Regions from separate parts of the Gossypium hirsutum genome. Here region 2 is linked to region 1. A link is a contact called in public Hi-C data. All regions are on one chromosome and are shown on one strand. Each heading gives the region's core, a stretch centred on a gene start, on an enhancer-like site or on the middle of the called end of the contact. The rest is flanking DNA. Distances are from core to core; before and after follow the strand shown.

Evidence for each region. A called contact is a pair of places that touch in the nucleus more often than the background predicts.
Region 2: a contact with region 1 is called in a Hi-C map of leaf, with 2.4 times the contacts expected there. The contact joins the enhancer-like site here to the promoter of LOC107950314 in region 1. A contact is called at or near these places in 15 of 34 Hi-C or Micro-C datasets (anther, callus, fibers and 3 more).

The regions. Positions count from the first base shown.
Region 1 is chrD03:48,711,371-48,718,202 of Gossypium_hirsutum_v2.1, reverse strand. It overlaps LOC107950314 (enoyl-[acyl-carrier-protein] reductase, mitochondrial), which reads right to left and starts at 3,109. Exons shown (of 10, transcript XM_016885133.2): 1 at 2,723-3,109; 2 at 2,554-2,651; 3 at 2,137-2,268; 4 at 1,468-1,611; 5 at 1,300-1,402; 6 at 949-1,048; 7 at 755-831; 8 at 592-670; 9 at 323-441. The coding sequence starts at 2,904. It overlaps LOC121215562, which reads left to right and starts at 3,954. Exons shown (of 2, transcript XM_041090350.1): 1 at 3,954-4,292; 2 at 5,118-5,374. The coding sequence starts at 4,124. The coding sequence ends at 5,296. LOC107950313 reads left to right here and starts at 5,714. Exons shown (of 3, transcript XM_016885131.2): 1 at 5,714-6,734. The coding sequence starts at 5,832.
Region 2 is chrD03:48,748,604-48,755,067 of Gossypium_hirsutum_v2.1, reverse strand. It overlaps the pseudogene LOC121215563. Among protein-coding and RNA genes, the nearest start is that of LOC107950316, 21 kb to the left of the region's middle. Within about 2 kb of position 1,392, at least 7 of the 9 cell types and tissues checked have an H3K27ac peak or open chromatin away from gene starts, as enhancers often do. A contact at or near this core is called in fibers and leaf, where this site is marked.

The DNA of each region.
Region 1 (6,832 bases), core at 1,860-4,359:
GTTAGTTGCTGCCACTGAAGTTATAATGTGGAATTTTCTTAAACAACTTTAAACTTTTAGCTAACACGTAAATTGATTACTGATTTAAGTGGCCGAATAACAATAAAGAAGAATTCCATATTAGTGCTTCAATGGTAGCAACTAACGGTGTGTTTATCAATTTGAATATACTAATAATATTATAAAAGTAGACAAACCACTTATGCCAAATCAGAGGTATTAAATCCCAAATTTCAGCATAGCAGAGGGATTAAAACCATCATTAGACCATAAATGAATAACTAATGGTAAGTGAGATTGTGTATAAGAAGATCATACGTACTCGTATTTTAACTTCCTCTCTTGTGCCAGGCGTAGAAGGTAATCCACCATATCTCGGCACTCTTTCGCTTTATCAGCACTTAACCATTTCTGTAGCCAGAATCCTCTTAAAGAAAGATCCTGCAAACAGATAGAAGGATGTGCGTTCTTTCAGATTTGGGAAGCCACTTTTATTTATTCCAAGTGAATGTGCAGTACTTGGATTGATGATAACTAACAGCAGCACAACGCTAAGCAACAAAATATATAGAAGGGGTAATCCTTGATTACCTTGAAAATGAACGAGGAAGTTGATACGGTGACAGGCTTCTTGGACATTCCACCATATGTTACCATGGTTCCTCCCTGCCTGAAATTTGCATTCAAGGAAACTTAGATTCTTACTGCAAGAGAAATGTCCAATGTCATACTTTATGCAGCGAGGTTATCTGACCTTAAGAACTTGAGAACCAAAGAAGCGGCATGTCCACCGACGCAGTTCAATCCCAGGGCAGGTTCAGGTATATTTGACTACCATGACAGTAACAAATCAAATGGAAACAATGAGTGACTTTTAATAACATGAAATCCATATGACGAAGACCGAAGATCTCCCCACAATAACTATACTATAATGATAGATAATACCAAAAGGCTCTTAACATTCTTCACTTCTAGTTGGCTCTCGGTAAACACTTCATCAGCCCCAAGAGCTTTTAACCTTTCTTTTACTTCATCCGATCCAGCCCTAAAGCAAGTAAAAGGACGGTAAATGAAGATGCACTGGAAAAAAATGCATGCATCAAGTTAAGGAACCCTAATAGATAAGAATGTCAATCAGTAAAATAGTTTAACTCAAAAATATTTGCAGTCAACGACAGCAACCTCCTAATTAACAATATATCCCAAACTGGTGACACCATCTAGGTTAAAAAAAAAGAAAGCAAGTGCAATGACAAGCACAGATACCTACAAGTCACAAGGAGCTAAGTACAGCACCTGTCCCGGATAATGTTAATGCTATGGATGCCACGATATCTTGCAAGCTGGATTACACATTGCCCCACAATGCAGGTAGCCCCATTTTGAACGATGGAATCTCCTGCCCATACCAGAATAATCAACAAGAGCATGTGATAGAGGCTTGAACATCATCAACAGCTGTACCTGCGCTTAAAGTAGTGAAGTCTTCGAGCATTCTTATAGCAGTCAAAGGATTAACAGTAACTGTTGCAGCATACTCAATTGGTGAATCTTTACTGATTTTATGCCATATGTCGTGGTCTTTGACAACATAAGTCTGCCATGTTCCTGCCAATAATTTTTAGTTGATCTTAGCATTAAGACGAATGAAAGATCAGTCTAAACGCTCATTATTCTAGTTCACTATTTCACTGCAAGAAATCATATCTTAATGGTTTTAAGACATCTAAATGAGAAAATTAAAAGAAACTTCAACAAATTTTGTTAGGTTGATGATGAGATGTCGAAAATTTTTATATTTCAAAGGTTCCCTAGTCATTAATATGAAAAAGAATCTCAGCATCTTGCAAGTTTCAACTAATTATTTTACTACAATAGGTTCAATCACATCTCTGGCGTTAAATCTCTTACACTACTGAGTGCAATAAGACTAGCCATTCTTAAACTTTCCGACCCAATTTTCTTTTAACAGCAATCCATTTCACATTCCAACTTAAAGGTGATTTGAGATATAAATTTAGCACCTAAACTTGAAGATACATAACTAGAAAGATGTGTAGGATTATCGATATTTAAGCACTAGGCATTCGAAGTAAAACTACAATGGCAAAGCAAAAGGTGCAAAGAACAAACCAGAGGAGGGTGGAGATGGAATGACCAAATCGCCTGGGGAGAGACCCTTAACCGCAGAACCAACAGAATACACTTCTCCAACACCTTCATAGCCTCCAACTGCTGGCACCTGTGGCCTCACAGGATATACTCCTATACATTAGAAATAAACTTTTGTTTATTTACAAAATCCTTGAAACTCATTATTACTATTATTATTCAAAACTTATGTTTTTCGGGATCGACTATGATTTATGGATATGAGCATGTACCCGGTATAAGCATGGTTAAATTTTTTTTTTCCCCAAAGTTCGTATCCCTATATCTATGAAGAGTCCGAGTAACATAGTATACAACTACCAAATTCTTCAACTAAACAAAGATCAAGACTTTTAAATCAAATGAAGTAAAACCCAACGTGGAAAAGAAAACCCAGACCTTCAATACGGTTAATATCAGAGGGGTTAATGGGAGCAGCCAACATTTTAACACAAACTTGATTCTCCTGCCCTTCTACTGGGGGTAGCTCTATCATTCTATAAATACAAAAGTAAGCAATAAAAAAGAAAAATAATAATAATAGTAACGAAATTTGGATATCGGGGACCTGGTGACGGAGTCGGGTGGACCGTGGTGCTCGTAGACGACTGCCTTGGACGGCGGAGACATGACTGTCGACAATGCCCTCACGGTTTGGACCTTGGGCAAACCCCCGAAACGACTCCGGTTTAGACCCCATAAACTGGCGGTATTCACTGCTTTTAGCGCTATTGATCTCGCCACTACCATTTCTAAGCTAATTTTGCCTGGAAATGTTTGTTTTTGTGTATATCATCCAGAAGAGTCCACGCAAAGACCAAGGTTCCAGGCAGTTGAAAATGGGCTATGATTTGGGCAACCCATCTCAAATTCAGAAGGATTTGACCTTCATCCTGCTCTTAATTGGGTTAGGCTCAGTTGAACATAAAAATTTTGGCTGAGCAAGGAAAAATCAAGTTAGATGATAACTACGGTTAATATATAGCTATATACTGGTAACTTTGGTAACTAAATTTGAAAATGGTAAATAAATTTATAAAAATGTATTTTTGCCACTTATCAAAATTTGAGGTTATCGTGACAGTATGTCATTGATTGTTAGTGTCACATGAATTTATTTCAACAATATTAGTTAATTACTTAAAATAAAAAAAAAACCAAATTAAATTAATGTTTTCAAGTTTAAGTACGATTTAGATTAAAAAAAATATCAAATCTATTTTTTTCATACATATTAACCCTAATAATTAATTCAAGAAGCTAATTCAACTTAAATTAATAGGAAAAGTATACAGATAGTTTTCCAATTATAAAAAAATGTTTATTTTAGGCACTAAAAATAAAAAAAGTTTACAATTTAAGCAGTTACGTTATATAGTTCTATTATTTTGGTCACTTCTGTTAAAATTACAAATGACAAGTTGATGTATAATATTAGGACGCTCGACTTGACTTGCATTATGATTTCAAATTTTATCTAAATTCACTTATATTTTTAATACCATTAAAGTTTATTTAGAGTCTTTCATAATAATTTTTTTTAAAAAGAATAAAAATATATTATTTTATTTAACATTTACTGATTATATATACTATTAAAATTTTAAACGTATTCAATTTAAAAATTTCTAATACTTATAATAGTTATTATATGATTTAAATTACTCTTCCTTGTCACTTATGGTGCGCCTTTGAATGGACGTTTACTTTCATAATGCGTTTAATTTTTTTTTTGTCTCACGTTATAGTATTGTTACAATATATAATCTTACCATCAGCATTATTTTTACACTAATCACAATTAAATGCCTTAAACTATAGATCGGAGCTGCAAGATTTCCCGCCTAAAGTGGTTATAAGCTATAACTAAGCCAACTGATAGTACCCCCCCCCAAGTCTTGTATCTTCATCAGCCCCTCCAAACAAGAACACTTGGAACCTATGGTAGAGAAAAAATCAATCTTGAAAGATGATGAGACCAGGTCGTCGTTCAATGGCAATACCAACGGGCAACGCCGAGGAAAAGAACAAAGGGGTTTCTCGCTTTCGAATGTTTCCTTTGCCGGAGAAGTTGGTTCACGCTATCCCTCTCATCCTCTTCCTCTGCTTCTTCATTCTTTGGTTGCTGTCTCGTCCAGGTAATTCTTTCATTTGCATCAACCCTTTGTTCCCTTTCTTGTTTTTGCATTGATCTTTATACCATTGTTTGTATCTCACAGAATTTAGTCCTTGTTTTAATTTTTTTTTCGTTGATGGCTAATACTTGACGTCTCTTTGTTGCTGTAAGTCTAGTCTCCTTTGTTTGGATCTAAAGAAAATTTTACAACAAGGAAAGAAAATTCATTAAATTGCTTTATATCGTATGATCTTTCTTCTTCTTCTTGCTGTATGATCAATAAGTGCTGTTGATTTGTTTGAACTGAAATTAAACATTTTAGATAGCATCAAGAGAAAAATGCTTTAATCCATGTTGATGATGATGTTGAGTTTCTGCAATTTTTTCCCCCTTTGATGGCTAATACTTGAGGTATTTGCTTTTTATCTTATATAATTTCATCTTTGTTTTACTTTTTTTTTAATAACTCAGAATAAAAGAAAAATGGTCTTATGCTTCAAATGATCACCCTTCTTTTTGGTTACTTGTGTTTGCTTATGGGTTTTCTTCCTACATTTATAATTGGTTTAATAATAGTTTCAGTCCCTTTATTATGTCAGAATTTGAGATTGAATCCCTCTATTTTAATTTAGAATAATTTGATCCTATGCTTTTATAATGTTAGTTTCAAATCGATAATACCATTAAAGTGATGATATAAATGTTTTTAAAATTTGGATAAATTAATAAAAATATAAAAGTGGAGGAATCAAATTAAAATGATTAAAACTATATAACCAAAATTCCAATATTTATTATAAAAAACTTATTAAAGATATCTATTTTTTTTTTTTGGGTTTGAAAGCAGTGAATGTGGAGATGAAGGATGGCAAAATTGTTGCTATACATCATGTGGATATGCCATTGCCTCTCACTGATGTACCCATCATGCCATCAGATAGTGCATCATCACCAATTCCCTCAGTTCCACAGATTCTCACAGGGAATGAAATTGAAGCCATTGAAACAATCATTGCTTCTGAATGAGAAACAAACAGCTTATGAGACTGTACCTCTGCTGTCATTAAATGCATGTTTCAATAAAAAATTTTGGGTTAAATTTGATTTTACTTCTTTGAATTAATCAATGACTACATTATAAAATAAAAAGATTAATGAAATTACACCATTGAGATATAAGGAGTAGCTTTGACTCCCTCGTCTTTTAACACTACTTTAAATATTGGTAAAATTTCTATTAATATCTCCAAAACTTGTGTTTAGTATTTAGATGACATGAGTTCACATCTTATCATGTTATTTTCGTCTAACACATTTAAGTAGGGAAAAAGGATTAACATTAAAAACAAAAGTGACAAAAAGAGGAAAATTTGGTCTCTTTAGATCCGAACAATTCTCAGTCCAAGCCTGATTTCTATAACCATGCATTTCAACCCGAAACACATGGGGAACATAAACACAAAACACAACATCATTCACCAAACATCGTCATCATCCACAACAAACAAATGCAACAAAAAATCAATTATAGAAGACATAACAATAAACACTGTAAGAACAAATGATCACCACCCAGCAACGCACGGCGCCACAAAGTAGCTTTAGACGTTCAATCATTTATTTGTTCATCACCATGATTTTGCTTTACATCCTATACCCTAATCTCTTGTTGACCGACAATGACCGTAACAAAGGCTACCCCACCACCACCAATCTCTCCACCAAAGTCGAACCATCGTCGAACCATTCCTCCGTTACCGAATTATCTACGACGAAGAAGGTTGTCGAGAAGGAGCCATTAGAGAACACGAGGCCGCCACCGGCAGTAGAGATGATCGAGCAGCCCCCCGGGAACTACCACCGGTATGACACGCAGCTCAAGCACATCGCGTTCGGGATAGCGGCGTCGTCGAACCTATGGGAAACTCGAAAAGAGTACATCAAAGCATGGTGGAGGCCTCAAGAGACTAGGGGTGTAGTGTGGGTGGATAAGAATGTGAGGACAGGGAGGAATGAACCGTTGCCGGAGATTAGGGTCTCTCAAGACACTTCAAAGTTCAAGTACTTAAACCAGCAAGGATCCCGGTCGGCGTTGCGGATAACGAGGGTGGTCTCGGAGACACTTAAGCTAGGGATGAAGGACATAAGGTGGTTCGTGATGGGGGATGATGATACGGTCTTCATTGTCAACAATGTGGTGAGAGTGCTGTCTAAATATGACCATACACAGTTTTATTATCTTGGGAGTGCATCAGAGAGCCATATTCAGAACATATTCTTTTCATATGCAATGGCATTTGGTGGGGGTGGGTTTGCAATAAGCTACCCATTGGCTAAAGAATTGTCAAAGATGCAAGATATGTGCATCCAAAGGTATCCAGCTTTATATGGCAGTGATGATAGGATTCAAGCTTGCATGGCCGAGCTTGGGGTGCCCCTCACCAGGGAACTTGGTTTCCATCAGGTAAAAAAAATCACTCGTTTGATAAATATATGAATATTTCGAAGTTGAACTAGTTTGAAATTTGAAACATATTATTTGAAGGGGAAAGTTGTATTTAC
Region 2 (6,464 bases), core at 143-2,642, 39 kb before region 1:
AGAGACTGAAATTGATATCAGCATCAACACCTCGAAATTTAATAGCCGCTCGATCATAGGCTCTATAATTCAATATACCCAGAAATTAGAAAATTCTAAAATTAAATTAAGCTCAATACAACTTCAGCCAAAAAAAATTCAAAACAAATTATTTTTCCAGTAAACTACCTGGCAGCAGCATGAGCAGTGTCAAATCCACCTAAAAAATTAAAATCAAAGAGAGAGAAGAAAATGATCAAAGAAAAACATACCAAAAATAGAAAACAAACAAATAAATTTCCTTATTAACAAAGTTGCCAACATCAAAACAGAACTAATTAATCACATTCCATACCCAAATATACTTGTTTCCCGCAATCCCTGAAACAATAATAATAGCAAAAATAAATAAAATCGAACAAATAATTCGAAAGAAAACATACGAAATTTCAGTTAAAATTACTTAACCGATCAAGTCAAAATTCAGTTACACCCCCAATAAGGAATTTCCCATAAAAACTGATGGAATTTTTTTAAAACGAAGAAAAAATTATACCAGATATGAGATTCCCATCGTCCAGTTCTTCTGTAGAAAGTAACTCCTCGATACTGCGAGCTTCTAGAGCGAGGTCCACGACGGCTTTTCTTCACCGTCTGTAAAGGTGGTTGTTGTTGCATCACTCGCGGCTCAGCAGCAGCCTCTTTTCTCTCGAATGAAAGATCGATCCATTTGCTCTTGTTGCTACTGTTTCCCGAGCTTTGACCTTCAGAGCTTCCGAAATCCGCTCCGATTCCCTTCACCGGAAACAGTTCCCTGGTAACCACTAATGCCGCCTCGTGGTTTCGGCTCTCCCTTCCGACCTTGAGTATGTCGAAACTCAGAGTGAACGCCTCCCCGCTGGCGCGTGTCGAGCACGACTCGCCGTCTTCGTTGACGATTGACGAATTCGAGGTCCCGGATTCGTCCATTTGGTTCCTTGAACCTTCGTTGATGAGCTCATCAGTAAAAGGTGCCACCGAGTCCAATCCCTGAGTCGACTCAGGTGACGCGACATTGAGATTAAGATCTAGCATTTCGTATTACGACTCAGCTTTGACTCCGAACCCCTTTTAAGAAATTGTATAAAAAAAATATATTGATAATTGATATCAACTTCTCGCTGTGACCTTCAAAAACAAAATCGTAGGTCAATATTCAGACGAAATCGTTGAAAAGCAAAGGAAGCTTAAAATGAAGGTTGGCATTATAGAATTACCCAGCGATCAGTTCACAAAGAGGAAGAGATGATCGCCGATTAGTTGATTTCCATTAACAAAGAAAGAGAGAAAAAGGAAGGAGATGGGACGTGTGAGAGAAACATACTACAAAGACAGAGACTCCATTTTTGTGAAGCTCAGTTAGAATATCATTATATAAACATCGTTCTCTCTTTTGGATATCGGTTTCGCCGGTTGCCTGTTCTTTTCTTGTTGTCCACACAAAAGATCTTTTATTTATAAAAGTATTATCTTAAGAGGTTGATTTTTTAAAATAATATTTATTTTTTTGTGTTACTGTTTTGGGTTAATTACATTAGATATCTCTAAAATTGGTCAAATTCTAATTTAGTTCTTAAAAAGTTTAAAACATTTTAATTGAATCCTTATCCTTCTGTTATCTATCTCATTTACTTTTCCCGTTAATGACACTTATCACCTTAATTACAACACTTACTTGTTTTTTCATACTTCTTTTTATTTTTTATAAATAAATACCAATAAACAGTAACTTGTGTTATAATTAAAATATTTTTAGATTTATAATTATTTATAATAGGGTTAAAATGTAAATTTACCACCATATTATTGGTGAATATTGAAATCTTCAACTATACTTTATTTTATTTTGATTAATATTTACCATTATATTTTTAGAATATTGTTAAATTTTTATCACTAATTTTATTGAAATTTTCATTAATTTTATTTTTAATTAAATTTACCTTTGATGATTTAAAAATAAAATTTAACAAAGAAGAATATTTTTTGAAATGCTTTATTTTAGTAGTTAAAAATAAGTTAATTTATAAAAAACAGTTTACTTTTTATAAATAATTGTTTTTATTAGTTTTTAATATTATATTAATTTTAAGCATTAAACTAAAATATTAATTTTTTATTAAAATTTGTTAAACTAAAATTGAGTAGTAAAATTCAAACAAAATTAAATTTTAGTGACAAAATTCATGATAAAGTGGTAAATTTATCTTTAACTAAAAAATTAATTTGCACATTAACACTTTATAATATTATTTAACTCTATTAAATTTATAAAAATACAAAATTAACCCAATGTTTTTTAGCACGTTAGTCCATTATTATTGTATTCAAATATTTTATTAATTTGATGTCACTCAGAATCGGGTCATCAATTCAGTTTTGAATTTACTCAAAACTCTTATTTTTAATGTCTCGAGTGTAATTTTATCTTTCCATATAAAATTTTAAAAAATAATTGCACATAATAAATTTCGAATCCAAAATAATATGATTTTTAAAATTTTTAAGTAAAGAAAATTATTATTATATAATTTTTTAATTACTTTAATCTATTACATGCATTTTTCACATAATTATTGATGCCACAAAATCTAATATTATAAAATATGTTTTATATGGTAATATTCATAATCTCAGGACGTTGATATTAAAATCAAATCACCGTCCCTTTCATATAAAAAGTCCTTCCCCATTTGACCCACCTATCAGGTCTTTTAATCTAACGGTTAGGATTTTTTGTCATACTCACTTTAGTAAGCTAATCCAACGTTCAGGGATCATCCATTTATTATTGGGGCTTTTGTATTTCTCTCAATGATTTGACTAATTAATTATCTAAATTCCAAATGTCCACTATTTAAATTTCTTAAATAAAACAAGTTTTTTTCATATATATTTTTAATCTAATTTTATAGTTTCTTAATAAATTATATATTATTTTGATAAAAAATTAATTATATATTATTCTTACATGCAAACATATCTCAATTACATTCATATAAATATATCTATATGTAAATATAAGTTTTAAAATTATTAATTAAATGTAATAATTTAATTTAATAATTTTTTTAACATTAATCACATTATAGATTCTTATCATATCTGTTTTTTTTATACAATACCTAGAACTATTCATAGTCTCCCCAACCCTTAAATAGGAGGATAATGCGCTTCAACACATTCGAACCCATGTCCTCCTGCACTGGCAACAATGTCGATGTCAATTGAGCTAAGACTTAATTGAAAATTTAATAGCTTTTAATTTTAAATATAATTATAGAAAAATAAAAGGGTTAAGATGAAAATTTTTTTAAAATTTAGTTTAAAATATCAAAATTTTGTACCAACCGATATACACTAGTACAAGCTAATATTGACCGAAACAAGCTAAAACGCACTAAAATTTTGACCGCAATGGAACATAAACTACTTGGTACCGGTTTAGGACTAGAACGATATGTACCAACTGATATGACTGGTACCAATATGGTGCCAACTACCATGATTTAAATCCCCTTGAGTTTTTAAATTTTTTATTTTGCTCTTATAAATAGTATCTAAAAATAAGATAAATTTGATTTCTTTTATAGAATTTATAATTTTTATAATAAATTTAGTAACATTTTTAGTTCATTTAGTGAACTAATACAAAGTAATATCTAAATATTAATTTGGTAAAAGAAAATCTTAAATAATTACAATATCAATACAAATTGAGGATACTTTAGTCTCTTTATTAAAAAAAACAAAAAAAATATGCCTCTAGTGAACTTCGAGCTCATGCCAATTGCATTAGTAAAACATTAAATTTACTACCCAACGAAAGCTTATTTTAATATTTTTTTATACATTTTAATTTTATTACGCACACTTTATTACCTCCATCAATTATACATATCGATAATGTTATTGATTGAGTTGGTGTCGAGTCTTAAATTAATTCGACACCAACTCAGGATTGATGACAACATCATTATAAACATTTTTATTTTTAATTTGATGTATTTATGTATTTAAATTTTGTTTTACTCACAATTTAATCTAATTTTTTATTTTTAAAACCATACATATTTTATATGTTATTATTAATTAAATTCATACCATTTATGGTATATTATTTTTAAACACTTTTTTATATATTAAATACATTATTTCTACATTTATATGCTGATAGAATTTCTAGTAATATAATAATATTATTTTTATAAAAAAAATAAATTAATTGCAACAACAAATTATTAAATTATTGGATTAGTTGTATAGCATTAAATTTAAGGTTTTGTACTTATCTTCAACATAGAAACCTTTATGTAATCCCCACCAAATAAATTGAGTTGATATGTAGCTTTGTCTATTGTTTCAATTTCTTCAACATATATACATATTTAAGAAATTAAAATAAATTGCCGGTTAAGTTTTAGTTCGACTGGCATGGGTATTGTTGCCAATATAAGATAATATGGATTTGAGTGTGTTGAAACGTATTGTCCTCCCATTTATGGGTTAGGAGGAACTATGGGCAGTTTTAAATATTATGTTAAATGAACAGATATAATCAAAACTTATAATAAAAATTTTGAATTAATAATAAGTTGTCACACAAACAATATGTACAGATGCAACCTTTTATTTGTTTCTTTTTTCTTGTTCGGAGTAGTTTTTATATAAATATACTTTATAAAAATAATCAGCTTTTAGTTATTTTTTCAATCGAATTGATGCCCGATTAACTCGTGACATCAATTTCATTTGAAACTTAAACGATAGCATAGATAAACATGTGTGTATATTTAATTTTAAGTTCCACAATAATTGTTGAAAGATTATTTGATATATGTTAGTGGAAAATTAAGACTCCACCATCATCAACATACAAATTGTGTCATAGGGTGTTCAAACGGTTAATCGTTCGGTTAATTAAACTGAATTAGTATTAATCGAATTTTTTAATCCTTTAACCGAATCAAAATATTTCGATTAATTCGGTAGGTTAATCAAATTAACCAAAATTTATTTGTTTTTGTTTTTTTTTTTGGTTAAAACAAGTATAAAACATATAAAAAAATTGATAATGTTAAATTGACCGAATTATCCAAATTAAAACTACATATAATTTGTATTATTAATTATTAATTATTAATTTTGATTAATTCGGCTAATTACCCGATTTCGAACGGAATTAACCGATAACTAAACTTCCAAAATATCATTAACCGAATTAGATCGATTTGATCGGTTAATTCGATTTTAATCGCAATTTGAACACCCCTAGTCATATACCTTGTTTAGGTATAATAAAAATATAAAAAAAAGTATTAAGAAAAGACACGCGACATAATTTGAAATTTATTTAGAATGAAAAAAAAAATCTATTAGCATTTGATATATTGTAAGTGAATTCTAAAAATAAATTTAAAAATTTTAATTTAATCATTTAAAAATTATAAAGATATAGATTATTAAAATGATGAAATTATATTTTTACTATCATAAAAATATATAATTTAATTTCGATAATTTTCTGATGTCGTCCCTACTTTATATTAAATTAAAATTTATTAGTATTTTGAGTTATTTTGATTTTTATATAATCTCTCTAACCATTAATATTATTTGACACATGGGTATAAATTCTATAATAATTGTAATATAATTTCGTTATCTTTGTCTATACTTTAACCGACCAAATATAAAATCTGTGATCCACGTATGAAATTTCCATCAAAATGGTAATAATAAATTGACAAAACTTCCAATTTAATTAAAAAAAAATATTTGATATATTGTGAGCAAAGTTTTTTTAGAAGGATAGAGTCCAAAAATTTCGGTGTATCAAATAATTAATTTTATTATATATCTATTTTTCTTAACCTTGTCCTAAGGTACTTCATTGTGCCTAGCATTACCACGCCTCATTTTGGTACCTTGCTAATATCATGAATTCGTTGTTTTATGGCATGCTCAACATGTGAAATCTCACCCTTTAACTTGTCAATAGAAGTGTCGAGCTTCCTTTCTACATTAATAACATATGAATAGGGTGATCATTCGATCGAATCGAATCGAAAATTTTCTAGTTAATCGAGTTTCCAAATCTCATTTTAACATCCTAACTTTATTTGAACTTTTCTCGAATCGAGTCGAGTGAGATGGAATTTGAATCGAATCAAATCGAATATATTTGTTCGAGTTAAATTTTAAAAAATAATTTTGGGTCATTGTAACCACTGTCACCCATAGTAATAAAATTTGTCCGCCTTAATCAAATTTTTTTATTAACTTTCATCGCCTCATAATTTATTTATTAATTTTTTATATTTTGGTTAGCTTCTTTGCTTGCTTAGTTGTTTCAATTATCTTCAGATTCTTGTCACTGTGTATTTTAGAATTAAAAAATTTATTAAATGTAAAAATATGACTTTTTTAATAAAAGTTATTTTAAA